Linked DNA regions of Lactuca sativa: region 1 is linked to region 2. Evidence: chromatin contacts called from public Hi-C data. All regions are on one chromosome and are shown on one strand. The core of a region is the stretch at or near the end of the contact, and the rest is flanking DNA. Distances in the headings are between cores, read along the strand shown. Region 1 holds the start of LOC111880568 (mechanosensitive ion channel protein 10). Region 2 holds the start of LOC111880601 (eukaryotic translation initiation factor 3 subunit C).

Region 1 (6,540 bases), core at 3,096-5,595, 300 kb before region 2:
GATACCTTACATATCACAATGAATTTTAAATTCATGAATCATTACATAAGTGTTAGGTTTGGAAACAATGTAGCCTGGATCCATGAGAAATCATACGGATGTTCATCGATTTAATCCAATAGATTTTGATGGAACAAATCCAATCCAATTATCCATTAGATGTTGGATTTTGTCAACCAATCCAATCTAATTTGTTATATGTAACCAAACCGAATCGATTCAACTGGATATTTGGATTGGATTGGTTTTATCAATTGAATATATCAAACTGGTTATCTATTATCCACCTAATTCTAATCCATTTTCTATCCAATAAAATCATTTATAATTATGATAATTAAAACTAAAACCACACACAATTACATTAAATAAGACTAACAAACGATACTTTTCAAGTCTTCAACTTCAGCAACCAATATTCAAACATGTAAAATCATTAAAAAAGTTGGCTATATTTGTAATTTCTCTAAAATTAATTGGATGATAATATTGGAATGTAATTGGATATTTATTAGATTAATATTGGATATCTAGTTGGATGAACAATGGATCAGTTCGGTTCGGTTATCTATTGGAATTTTATGATTGATACTGGATGTCCACTCGGGCTCTTCATCTAAAAATCGTGATTATTAATAACATATGATACAAACATGATGAGGAAAACGAGACGTTATTTGTTTATGACATCGATCACATTTATCTTGTGAGAAACAAGAGATGAATTGGTGCCTTGTAAATCACTAGAGGACACTATGGATGGCAAAGCCCATTGGAGCTCGAGTTCTTGTTCTTGTTGTCACATGCATTGGATCCCAAGGATCGGGTGCATCATTTCCACATACGATGCTTCTTTGATGATTTACAATATCCATCATAACACAAATAAGAACAATATATATTCTTTAATTTATCACAAAATCAGTATAATTCTAGAAAACTCTCTTGGAAAAATAAACTTAATTCTCATTTAATATCCCCAATGCAAAATTTCAAACTTTACTCAAGTCATACAACATCATAAATACATTTCACAAGTATACAAATTTATTAAAAGAATATGTAAGATAAATAATTCAAGTATACAAATTTCATAAGAAATATATTTGTACCTTAACAAATCATATACGCGCTTAATAAGTTGGTGCTTCCAGATTCCTGAGATGAACTTCTTGTGGAAGAAGATGGCATTTGATCTTGAGCTCTTCAAACATTTTCTTCAACTCTAAAACCAGTTCACTTCTACGCTTACTTTTTTCACCATAGTCTTGAAAGTTCATTGTATGATTGATACTGAGGGCCACTTTTATCATGTTCACATTTTGAATCTCATTCACAATAAAAATGTGATTGGGGTGCCATAATTGAGAATTCTTCTCCAAATATCTGACCATAAACACAAAAATAGGACACTATAATACACAAATAAATGAATTTTTATGTTACTATATCTAGCATTCTATATCAACTTACATTTTTATCATGTCTTTTAATATCCCGATCTTCTCAAAGGGTGTTGCAAAATCGATAGAAAATTCCACCTTATCACCCATATCTGGGCTTCTATAGAAATTGCTAATGGGCTTTGTAGCCAAAACCGAATTTGGATAATATATCTTCTCATTATCATATCTCAAGAACACCGTATTTAAGATATTCATCTCTTCAACAACCATCTATCACAAATAACATCATACGTAGTTATAGCAATCTCATTAAAACACAAAATTTAGAGAATATTTTATATACCTGAACACCATCAACAACACAACGATCTCCAACATCAAACGGATGCATCATGAAAACAAACACAATTGCTTCAAAAACAGTCTTGCAAGTGTTCCCAAATATAAAAGCAGCCACAACAAGCTGTGAAGAGAGGAAGACAAGTACTTTGGTGGAAGCAATTTCTGTCAAAAGAAGCCACACAATTATGGTTACAACAATTAAGATTGCTGTAATAAGCTTGTTCAATTCATCTACAGCTGTTTTCGTGTCATCTAATGCATATGCTAAAGCTTTTCTCCCATTGTAAACTTTCACCACCCAATCTGTTAATGTTTTTCTATCGATTTTCCCCTTTTCAGCTACATCAATCATTGGAAACACAATGTCCACCTCTTCCCTGATCATGAATCTCCTTAGATCAATATCTTCAATGTATCTACAAATATAACATGTATCAATAAACAAGAATTTGTTCAAACTTCATTCAAACTTCAAAAGTAATATAGATGTGTTTCTTACTCAGAACCAGGTTGAGCAACATTTCTAAAGATATGATATGCAGCTGCAATTGCTTCCATTTCATTAGTAATCTCTTTGTCTGTAGATTCACCTGAATCATCTCCATTATAATAAGCAGTTTCTTCAAGTTCACCAGAGAAAGTTGAGAGCCCTGAGTTTGATATTGTGTCAACTAATATCTTCATAGTCCATGGAGACACTTTTTCACGCCTCATTTGATAAAGCTTACTTACATCTATCACTCCTTTTTGTGTCTTTGAATCTTTCCCATTCTTCTTCTTCTTCACACTCAAACTAAGTTGACTTTTACTATTACTATTACTATTACTCCCCCCGACATTTTCTAATGATTCCATAATCGGAGGCCCTGAAAGGGTTAGGATAACATACTGAAGAAAGATTGATTCTTGGATTTTATCAAAGAAATTGTTGACGTGGAAATTTGTTGCTAGAATCTTTATCAATAAAGTCTTGAGAAGCCACAAGACTGAACCCACGAGTAAGGAAACGATAGTCCATGTCAAGAAATCCAAAACCCTAGTTGCAGTTTTTGATCTTTTGACATGATTGCCATTGAACAACCATATCCATGTAGTAAGAACTCCAATCAACCAAAGGCATACATGAACACTCTTCTTTAATCCATGAACAAAGTATAACACCTTGTTCCTCAACAAGAAATTCAGTTCTATCAGCAATACTATGAATTGCATCAGCCAATTGACGACTAACATACCACAGATCTTTACAATTATAAGCACAAACCATTTCCATAACTCCACGCTCCATATCTTGTAGTTTTTCAACTTGGGAATCATTAAGCTAGCAATTAAACAACCCACAAGCAATAGAAGTAGTACCCATTGAAGTAGTACTTTCGTCTTCACCCTCTTGAGCTTTAATTGCCTTCGTATTTTAACCTTCTTGTAGATTTCTTCATCCTCATCATCATCTTTTTCTGCCCCTGCACCTTTAGGTGATGCCATTAATGGAGTTTTTGGAGTTATGGATGAAGTTCTTGTTGTCGTACCAGTTGGAGAAGCAGTAGTATTGCCTGCTATTCTAGAAGAGGATCGAGCAGATATCCTCATGGACGAGTTTGAGCTCTGGCCAGCTGGTTCAGGCATATCATCGAGCATATTGGGATCAATTAATGGTTGTTCACCAAACCTTGATTTGGGCTTGGATTTGATCGATCTTGCTATGGTTCTTCGCCTGGATAACGTTTCAGGATTAGGGGTTTTGGGCGAATTGCTGTTAGGGCTTGAAATAACATATGAATCCACAGATTTTCTATGAGGTGACTCATTAACTGCTCCTGGTTTTGCATCTCTCGTTACTCCAAAAGTAGCGCGTTTCACATATTTCTCTTCGCCGGAAATTGGTACGACCACTTCGCCGCTTTTGTTCTCCGTCATGCTGATCTCCCCTGTTTTCGAGCTTTTACCATTTCCATCCATTCGTAGTCAAAAACCTAGAAATTAATTACAATAAAAACTGTCACCTACATCCGCCTTCAAGAAATTAACATTTGTAGGCTTGTAGCTACTAAACATAACAAATAACAGCTATTGTTTCGAAGATTTCCTCCTCGAATTCAAGTTCAAATGAAACATTACAGAAACACACACACACATGCACAAAATAATACGAGAATTACAAGCGAATTAACAGCAGAGACGTCACTTTCTACGATACGATACATTTAGCCATAGATGGGAGGGCAACTTGAATAGAAGTGATTACGCAAAGGCATGAAGGTAGCAGTTATATAATTAAGCAAATGTGTTTCTAGAGAACTGTTGATGAAATAGATAAACTGAACTCACATGCACTGAAAGCTTGCAGCATGAGAAGCACATACACATGCAAATGCTACTGGAAGAACTCCTGGATGACAACTTGAATTGGAGATAACGCTGAATAAAGAAATACGAGTAAAACGGTGGTGGCCGGAGAGATCTCAGGCCGTCAGGCGGCGGAGAGAGGATTCATCGGAGCAGACGATCTATAGGTGCATGAAAATGGTACCGCTCAACTTTGAACACGAGAAAGCTGACCTTTTTCAAATTGTTTTCAGGACAAAATATAGAAAAATATAAAGTAATTTGTTAATTTTTTTTTTATTTTAATAAAAAAGCAACTGATTTGACGATAATATTTATATCTATGTTTTTTATAAAACAAATTAAAAGATTTGATATCTGAAAAGAAAAAGTTAAAGCAGTTAAATAATGACATGGTAAAAATACTTTTTTTTTCTCTATATTCTATCTTTTTTCTAAAGGAATACAGCTTGTATGACAAAAATATTAGAATATCAGTTAGTATATTGCTTACAATGTGATGCATGTTTTATGCAAGTTTATTAAACTTCTTTTTATCGTGTATTGTGATAAAAATATTTTGGTATCAAATATCTTAATCTTAATCTTAACGGAAGAATATAATAAACGAAGCAATCGATCGTTATGCTTTTATATTTTGGTATCAAATATCTTAATCTTAATCTTAACGAAAGAATATAATAAACGAAGTAAATGATCGTTATGCTTTTATTCCTGCATATAATTTCACAAAAATATATGAATGATTTAGTATACATTTTTATTTATATAAAAAAGAAGATAATGATACCACTTATATTTGTCATTTTTTTTCTCAACCCCTTTTTATTAGCACAAAAACATCAATTTACCCTTTTTTTTTTCAACAGTGACTATTTACCTGATTAACCTTTTATTTTTTCAGTTGTTATATATGATTGACGTGTTAACTCAAAATCAAAAGTAAGAAAAAGAATTAATACATTTGTCGATGTTATTGTTATCTTTAAAATCAAGGACAATATTGAAATTTGGAATTATATTGAATGTGTATAAATGAATGAGAGAAATATATATATATATATATATATATATATATATATATATATATATAGAGAGAGAGAGAGAGAGAGAGAGAGAGAGAGAGATTATAGTTCTAAATGTAGCAAAACTCTACCAGTCATGGACTAAAAAGCATGAGCTAAACAAATATAAGTATTACATTCTAACACTCTTCATCAAGCTAGAACATATATGTTAATCATGCCCACCTTGTTAGAAATAATAGAAATATGATAACCAAATAATGTTTGGTGAAGACATCAACTAGTTGGCTTCTTGTTCGAACATGGGGAATTGTGATGGTTCCATCTCTCACCTTTTCACAAGTGAAATGACAATCCACTTTAATGTATTTAGTTCTTTTATGAAGCACATGCTTGTTTTCCATGTAGTAGTCTCATTATCATACAATATGTTCATCTGTGTGGATTAAGTAAACCTTACTTAATAGATTACAGAATCATATTCGACCACATCTGTTCACAAATGTTCTTGAATATAACATTGTATCCAGATTCTACATTTGACCTCGAAACACTATTTTTTTTTGTTATTCTTCCATGGAATAAGATTTTTTCCAACAAACACGCAACAACACATAGTAGACTGCCTGCTTGTAGATCTCTATTATAGTTGGCATATATGAACCCTTCTATCACATGATGACCATGATTCCGGATTGAGATGCCATGACCCGGAGCACCCTTTAGGTATTCAGAAAGCAATGTTTGGCTGTGTAATCATTAGATAGTTTAGTTTTCCCATAATTCATCTATACTTTTTGGATTCTCAAGAAGATCTTCATCTTCTACTTTTAACTTCATATTTGGAATCTTAGGAGACTCATAAGGGTTTGTTTCAATCAAACAAGAGTCATTCAATATACACAAACAATATTTTCATTAGGATAAACAAATTCCTATTTGAGTATGAGAGATCTAAAATCCCAAAAAATATTTTAATGGGCTTAGGTCCTTTGTTTGAAATCGAGATGCAAGAAAATCTTTCAGGCTCTCAAAACAAAAAAGTAATGTTAATACATGAATGCTTGAATTCTTAAAGATAAATAAGAACATCAAGATCCAAATGTTGTATACAGGAATGGTGGGTCACAAGACACATGAGGATCATCACTCGTAGGATTCTCACATGGAGGTGGCATCATATAGGAATCTGATGTAGATTGTTGTTGCCTTGATATATGTGATCAATCAGTGGCTTAGTTTAACCTTGAGATTGTGTCGAGTGAATGTGGTAGGAGACTGGGATGATTTAGGACCATGTATGGTATAAACCAACAAATAATCATTAGCTCTTGGATTGTAAGGATTATACACAAGAAAAGGGTCGATTTTCATGGAATGTAACATCACGGGATATGATGTACCAATTATGCGTAGGATAG
Region 2 (7,018 bases), core at 3,877-6,376:
AGATCTCAATTCCAGCGATGGTTTCATTAGATATCTTACAACTAGAATCCCTCTTTTTTCCGATCCAGTCAATAGGTTGATATAACTTGCAACTACAATCCCTCTTTTTTAATGGATATGTAAAAGCCTAAAGGAAGAGATTGAACTGAACACGATGAATTCTAGTAGTTGGTGACGATTCACTCTCTCCATCAGCTTCACTCAATTGATCCATTAAAACAATATTTAAAGATTGACAGACATGACACAAAACTGATCGTTGTAAACTTGAAGAACCCAAGTTGTCTTTTTAGAGTTGTGATCTCAATAGAGTTGTTCTTTAGAGAATGATGTGCAAGAAACATAGCCCAACATCCACCTCCAAAAAAAACGAAAACTTGATTCTCTGTATGTAGTAATAGTCTGAAAACCCTCAGCAAAGAACTTCAGTCCACGAAGGCAGCTCAAATAATTACATAGTTAAAACAACCTTCTAAAGTAAGTATGCCATAAAAACACATAAGCGAGAAAAAATAATATATAAACTCTTATCACTTTGACAAGTAAAAATTTGCTTAAAGAAGGGTAATTCTAACACAAAATAGTTCATCAATTAGGTTTTAGTTTTACAAATTTTATGATCACAAAAAAGTCAACTACAAATTACCACCGTCTGTAGGTCTCCACGAGCATTGCAGAGTAGATAACCTTTGGTTATGTTTCTTGATTTAGGAAAAAACGTGGTTATCCCCCCAATCAGTGTCTCCGTACACCATCACACACCATAACATTTTATGCAAGTTATATCAAACATGAAGCTATAATTACAGTTCTTGTGTTGCAATTTTTGCATAACACTCAATAGAAACTGAACCAAAAAGGCTACCACAAAACTTGCACCAAGTAGCTTAATACTAAATAAATATAAGCAACTATAATGACATGATAAAAGTTGTTGAATGAGTAATAATTTAACAAGTTATGGTAGACAAAATTATTAACTCATGTGCATTGTCCTCACTCAAATGAAGCAATAGAAACAACAACCATGTCCAAACACCAACACCAAGAAAAACAAAATTAAGACAAAAAGAGAGGAAAAGACATGCATGCCCCCCACCCAACATAAATAAAGATTTCACTTCACTAAGCCCGAGCCCCCCTGTTTAGACTCACCATACGGTTAGACCCGTCCATCTGACCTCCCCTAGCGGAAGAACCACCATAGCCCCGCCCAGCACCGCCATACGCCGTATCCTGATACCTCATGCTCTGATATCCGCCTCTCGACTGACCCGCCCGATCCCTCTGATACTGACCTTGACCTTGACCTTGACCTTGACCCTGACCATATCGCCGCCCTTGCGAGTAACCCATGTTATTATCCTGCCACTTTGCACCGCCAGCAGCCGCCGCATAGTCCTGACCGCCTTCCCGCCGCCTGGACGGCAGACCGTCTAACCCACCACCACCAAGCCTGGCCTCCACTGCCCGCTCATTGCTCTCAGCAAGAACCGATAGCTTCTCAGTCAACTGGAAAGCAAGACCTTGTAATCGACTGTGCTCAACCTCATGGAACACAATGCACCGTGTCGGCTGGTCCCAGCTGGCATGAAGCTCCTCCCCAATCATCATTTTACTAACAATACAATGAGTTTGACTTTCTGAAAGGTCAAACATCTTTGCCAGCTGTTCTAACTTTATTGTCTCGTAGGATGCTGAGTAGGTGAAAAGGTAAGTCCTGAGAGCTTCTTCTTTGATTTTGTTTTTTAGCATTTCAAGGACGCTTTCGCGGTTTCTAAGAAGCTTCCAGACATCCAGGGAGTTAATGACTTCGAAAGATTTCTGGAAATCACCCTTGCTGAGGGCTCTTGTGGCGGCCATGACGTGGTCCCGCACGTTCTCTGGCGGTCCGGTGAAAGTCTGGCGGTCAGACACCTCCAGCAACCGCCGGAGAGTCTTGCTGATGACTTTCCGCCTTGCGTCATGGCTGTTTGCCGCCATGTTCGGGACCTCCAAGAGCATGGCACAGATTAAATGGACCGCTTCCAGGAGTTCCAGATTGATGTGCATGTGGTATGGCATCTGCCTTCTTCTTTCCAACCGTTCCTGCACAAATCATTACCTTCAAATACTAAATATCTATCTTGTGTTTTCTAGGGCTTTTTTTTCAATGACAAGGGCATTTACGTCCTTTTCACACAAACGAGAAATTGAGAGCAAATCACTGTCCCACCTTTGCTTCGTCTTTTTGGGTTGGAGAAAAAAAAGTTGCAACTTTTGTTTCATTGACAGTCTGTCTCAATCCCAGTCCAATACAAATCAAACAAATTACAACATGTTCTGTCTGTCCTATATGATAAACGGGGCCAAAGGCCCCGTTTATTATTCAGAACAAGTTGTATTGTGTTTGACTTGCATTGGACTGGGATTGAGACAGACTATCAATGAAACAAAAATTGCAACTTTTTTTTTCTCCAACCCAAAAAGACAAAGCAAAGGTGGGACAGTGATTTGCTCTCAATCTCTCGTTTGTGTGAAAAGGACGTAAATGCCCTTGTCATCAAAAAACAGCCCTACAAAGGTTTGTCTAACAAAGGCAACACGAATACAGCAAGCTATATATAATATGGGTGTTTCTTTCTTACTTAATAAAGAAAGGACTTAATAGTAACTTGACATAGTTAACTAAATGAAGGTGATGCAGTTTATTTCAAGTCAAAGTTACCTGTTCAGGAGTCTTCTCATGATAGCGACTTTGAGAGACACCTTGTGCAAGAAGCTCCTTAACCCTACCACCAGAATACAACTCAGAAAGACATCCATGTCCTTCAGCAATAAGTCCAGCCCTAAAAGCACACAGACCAAGCTGAGCCATAGACCTGTTAAAAAGTATCTGAGTTGAAATATCCATATGCTGAACATTATCCTGTAAATGACTCATTAGCAACAGGTCACGCGATGTAGAAAACTCATCCAGAATTGCATGGTGATAAATATCACAAAGCATTGCACGAGCCTTGGTTCTTTCATCACCATGTTTGTATATAAGAGACACCAAAATATCCATCAACGCCCTGCTACTATCTGGAAAACTAGGTTTCCTAGGGACAATCTCGGGAGTGTTCACAAAAGCAGGTGGGCCCCGGCTTTCCTCCTTTGTTTCAGCCCCTGATTCTTCTCCTTTATCCTCTGACTGCTCAGCCAAATTCCTCATTGCACCATATACTTCTTGGGGTTTGTAATACACAAGCTCAACAAGCTTTAGAGCTACTTTAGCTGCAGCTTTGTAATCCCCAACACGTTCAAGATACGCCTGAACATTTTGGGCAAGGACAAAAAACAAGGGTTCATCTTGAAGCCTTTCTACATACTCACGTGTGTGAGGATCAATGCATTGTAGACTTTTGAAGAATTCAACATCGACTTTTTCAAGAAAAGCTGCTAGGTTTCCCCATATGCGGATAGTATCCTTAAAGTCTGCTCCTTTTTGGGTTTCGTTCTCATCAGGCTCCACAGAATCATCAACAAGAATGTTTGGATATTGCTCAAGGATATCAAGTATCACAAGCATGTTTTGAACACATTTCTTCCAGACATTTATAGGCATGTGTCCACTGAGACCTGGGTTGACATCAAACTGTGCAGACACAACACTGAACAAGATCTCTAGCTTTTGAGCAGGAGTTTTAGCCACTTTGGTCAAGAAAGTCAACTGTTCAACAAGCTCGAGCCTTCCTGTCCCCTTTCTACCACGAGCTGCAACAACTTCTTTGAACTTCTTGTTGACTATATCCCAAGTCACTTGGCTTGGATCTTTAAACTGTTTCTCCATTAGCTTATCTTTCTTGTTCATCATTCTCTCCCAACCAGGTTGGTTTTCATCCATGTCTTCATCATGTTCATTGTCATCTGACTCGCCTTCTGACTCTGTCCCTGACTTTGTTGGGTCATCAATCTCTGAACCAGTATCATCTTCATCTTCATCTTCTGAAGGCTCTTCAGCTTCCTCTTGATCCTCAAAGCTTTCTGGATTTTCTCTACATTTATTGATCAAATCCTCATACTGCTTATTGTTCTTCTTCAACTTCTGTCTCATTGCATTCAATGCCTTTGCATTGCTGCTACTCATCTTCTTCTTTGCTTCCTTATTTGCCATGGCTTGATTCAAGAAGTCTTCAAGCATCACTAACGCCTTGACATAATTGTTGGGGACCCTATCGGATTCTGTCACCCTCATGACCTTCTCAAGCTGCCTGTTAATCTTGTCAAAATTCTCCTGCAAGTTGACCCAATCATTGATCTTCATTGCGTTCTTCATCTGATCAATGGTGGTAGACAACTCCTCAAAGCGTTTGTCTTTTGCAGACTTGATAACACGCTTGTGCATGTCTGAATCATCACTGTCGCTGTCCCCAGTGTCAAGGTATTTGTTCCTATCAGGTGCATTGGTAGCATCTTCCTGTCCTTCATTAACATCGTCTTGTTCATAATCACTCACTTCAGACTCAGTCTCGCTGTCAGCCTATTGATGTAGACAAAAATTAGAACACGAATCCTCTTTAGCATATCTAAACAATTGCTCTTAATAAATAGAAAGTTAGAACTCCGTTAAATTCTCTTGATTTGTGCATAATCTGGTTCGCGAATGTAACGAATAAAGTTTCAATTGATCTGTATTTATCATTGAAGGCTAAAAAACAAACCTGATTACTCCAAAATTTTGACGCCATCTTCTTATCTCACTGACAAACGTATAGAAAATCCCAGTAAACCTAAATCTGCACGATGATATGTAAATTCTTACAGAAAATCGAGAGAAACAAACGACAGTTATAAGAATTAAAATTTACAAGATTCAAATCTTATGAGAAAGAGTTAAAACCAATCGTTCGGTAAACGAATAGGATAAACGAGATGTTTCATAGGTTTCGATCTGTAACTAATTAAATACAGGAAGAAGAGGAGAGATTGATGGAGGTACCAATACCTGCAAATCGGCAACTAGCGTCACGGGAACGGATGGAGTCGGCGGTTTAGGGTTTTGAGTGTGTGAGAAATTATGCGTGCCAATTGATTTGGGTCAGGATTCGGCGAGAGGTATCTGGACGGGAAACTAAAATAAATCGTAACAAGCAAATTTTTAACGCGCAGCATAAAACTTTAAACTTTATTATTGAAAACTGCAGTAAAGTTTCATTAGGGTCGTAGATTTATTCTTTATATTTTTTTTTAACTCGATTAAGTTTTAAAAACTAGTAATCAAATTCAATTTAGCTTTGTCTGACTTTCAAAAAAATTATTTTTCACCCAGATTTTAAAATTTATTATAAATTTAATCCAAAATTTATATTTTTAACCCAGATTTAAAAATTTTATTATAAATTTGGTCTAAAATTGACCATTTTGGCCTAAATTTCAGAATTATATAATGAATTCATCATAACTCTAGATTTTTTACAATTTTTTCTCAAAAAAAAAATTCGAATATGTTTTTTCTTTATAAAATCATATTTATACAACACAAAAAAACATATTTTCTTATAAAAAATCTTAGATTTTCTATATTAAGTACATAAATAGGTGTATTTAACAATTTCGTTTGACATAATAAATTATATTTTACATTTCCATTTATAAATCTTTTTGATAGCTATATAAACAATTATTTGTTGTAATTCACGTGGAACTAATAAAATATGTAATTAAAACCGGTTTAATAAAAATAACATAATATATAATCAAAAGAGATCCTATTTTCAGGCGATGATCCAAACTAAAAGGGAGTATAATATTAAACTTAAATAGATCCTATTTTAATTCTTTTATATATATATATATATATATATATATATATATATATATATATATATATATATATATATATATATATATATATTAGTTTTATCTCTTTTTTGTAATTGATTTTTCGTTATGCTATGATTTAATTTGATTTTGTTATAATAAATTCTAAAATAATTATAAAAAGAAATAATCAAGGCTAATATAATATGGATGAAAAAGTTTCAAAGGAGACAAAAACACAACAATCATTTAACATGGATTCAATGGTTTTGATTATTTTTCTGTCTGTTGAATCTGAAGACATACTTATTTTATGATATGGAAGTGCTTAAAGCAATTCTTTCATTTTAAGTGTTTTTTTTTTTTTTTTGCGTTTTAAAAGATAAAAGGTTTGCATGCAAAATTACATTTTTTTGGGCCAAAAATGTAATTTTTGAAAGTTTGAGTTCATACACACCCGGGAGTGTGCCTGAATTCCTCAAACCAAAACTCTAATACCAACTTGAAACATCCCAAAAAATACAATCCAAAAATTTCATTTTAATTATTCATAAAAACCATAAATATCATTCATGTAACGACCCAATTTTCACGCCAAAAAATTTCGTTTAAAGTAAGTGGTTTGTAAAACATTTGTAGTAAAACATCATCCGATCATATCATTTCATAAAACATATCTCGAGTCTGAAATCTCAAAACATGAAAATAATAATAATGTCAGAGTACAATCCCAGAACATCTCATAATGCGGAAAACCAATATGTGTGTGTATGATGTGCCGCTACCGTGCCAGCTCCTTCCCCTTCGCTGAAGAGGTACCTGAAACCAAAACTGAAAACTGTAAGCACGAAGCTTAGTGAGTTCCCTCATCGTACCACATACCATACAATCATATCACATACATACTGCCAGACATTTTTGGGGTGCCCGACCTACCCGGTACGGCCATTCTGGGGTGCCGACCTACCCGTACGGCCATTTTGGGGTGCCGACCTACCCATGTCGAGCCATTCCGGGGTGCTGAGTACCCTTCGGTCCTAACAACCGAACCTCTAGGACTATTTCACCCCCTACTACTACTATCACATATATAATAGTATAATCTATTGTCAGACATATCTGGGATGTCCGACCTACCCTTCGGTCCTAACAACCGAATCTCGGGGACTCTTCCCACTCCTACTACCTCTATCTCATGTAACAAATCATGCTAGCAGCTAAACATGTCATAACA

The links. Hi-C and Micro-C count contacts between places; a contact is called where the count stands out from the background.
Region 1: a contact with region 2 is called in a Hi-C map of leaf, with 7 times the contacts expected there. The contact joins the promoter of LOC111880568 here to the promoter of LOC111880601 in region 2. A contact is called at or near these places in 2 of 4 Hi-C or Micro-C datasets (both in leaf).

What each region holds. Positions count from the first base shown.
Region 1 is chr5:199,076,157-199,082,696 of Lsat_Salinas_v11, reverse strand. It overlaps LOC111880568 (mechanosensitive ion channel protein 10), which reads right to left and starts at 4,345. Exons shown (of 5, transcript XM_023876999.3): 1 at 4,077-4,345; 2 at 2,248-3,721; 3 at 1,750-2,164; 4 at 1,474-1,676; 5 at 946-1,386. The coding sequence starts at 3,707. The coding sequence ends at 1,134.
Region 2 is chr5:198,779,912-198,786,929 of Lsat_Salinas_v11, reverse strand. LOC111880601 (eukaryotic translation initiation factor 3 subunit C) reads right to left here and starts at 5,126. Exons shown (of 4, transcript XM_023877030.3): 1 at 4,970-5,126; 2 at 4,686-4,760; 3 at 2,708-4,504; 4 at 884-2,088. The coding sequence starts at 4,712. The coding sequence ends at 1,126.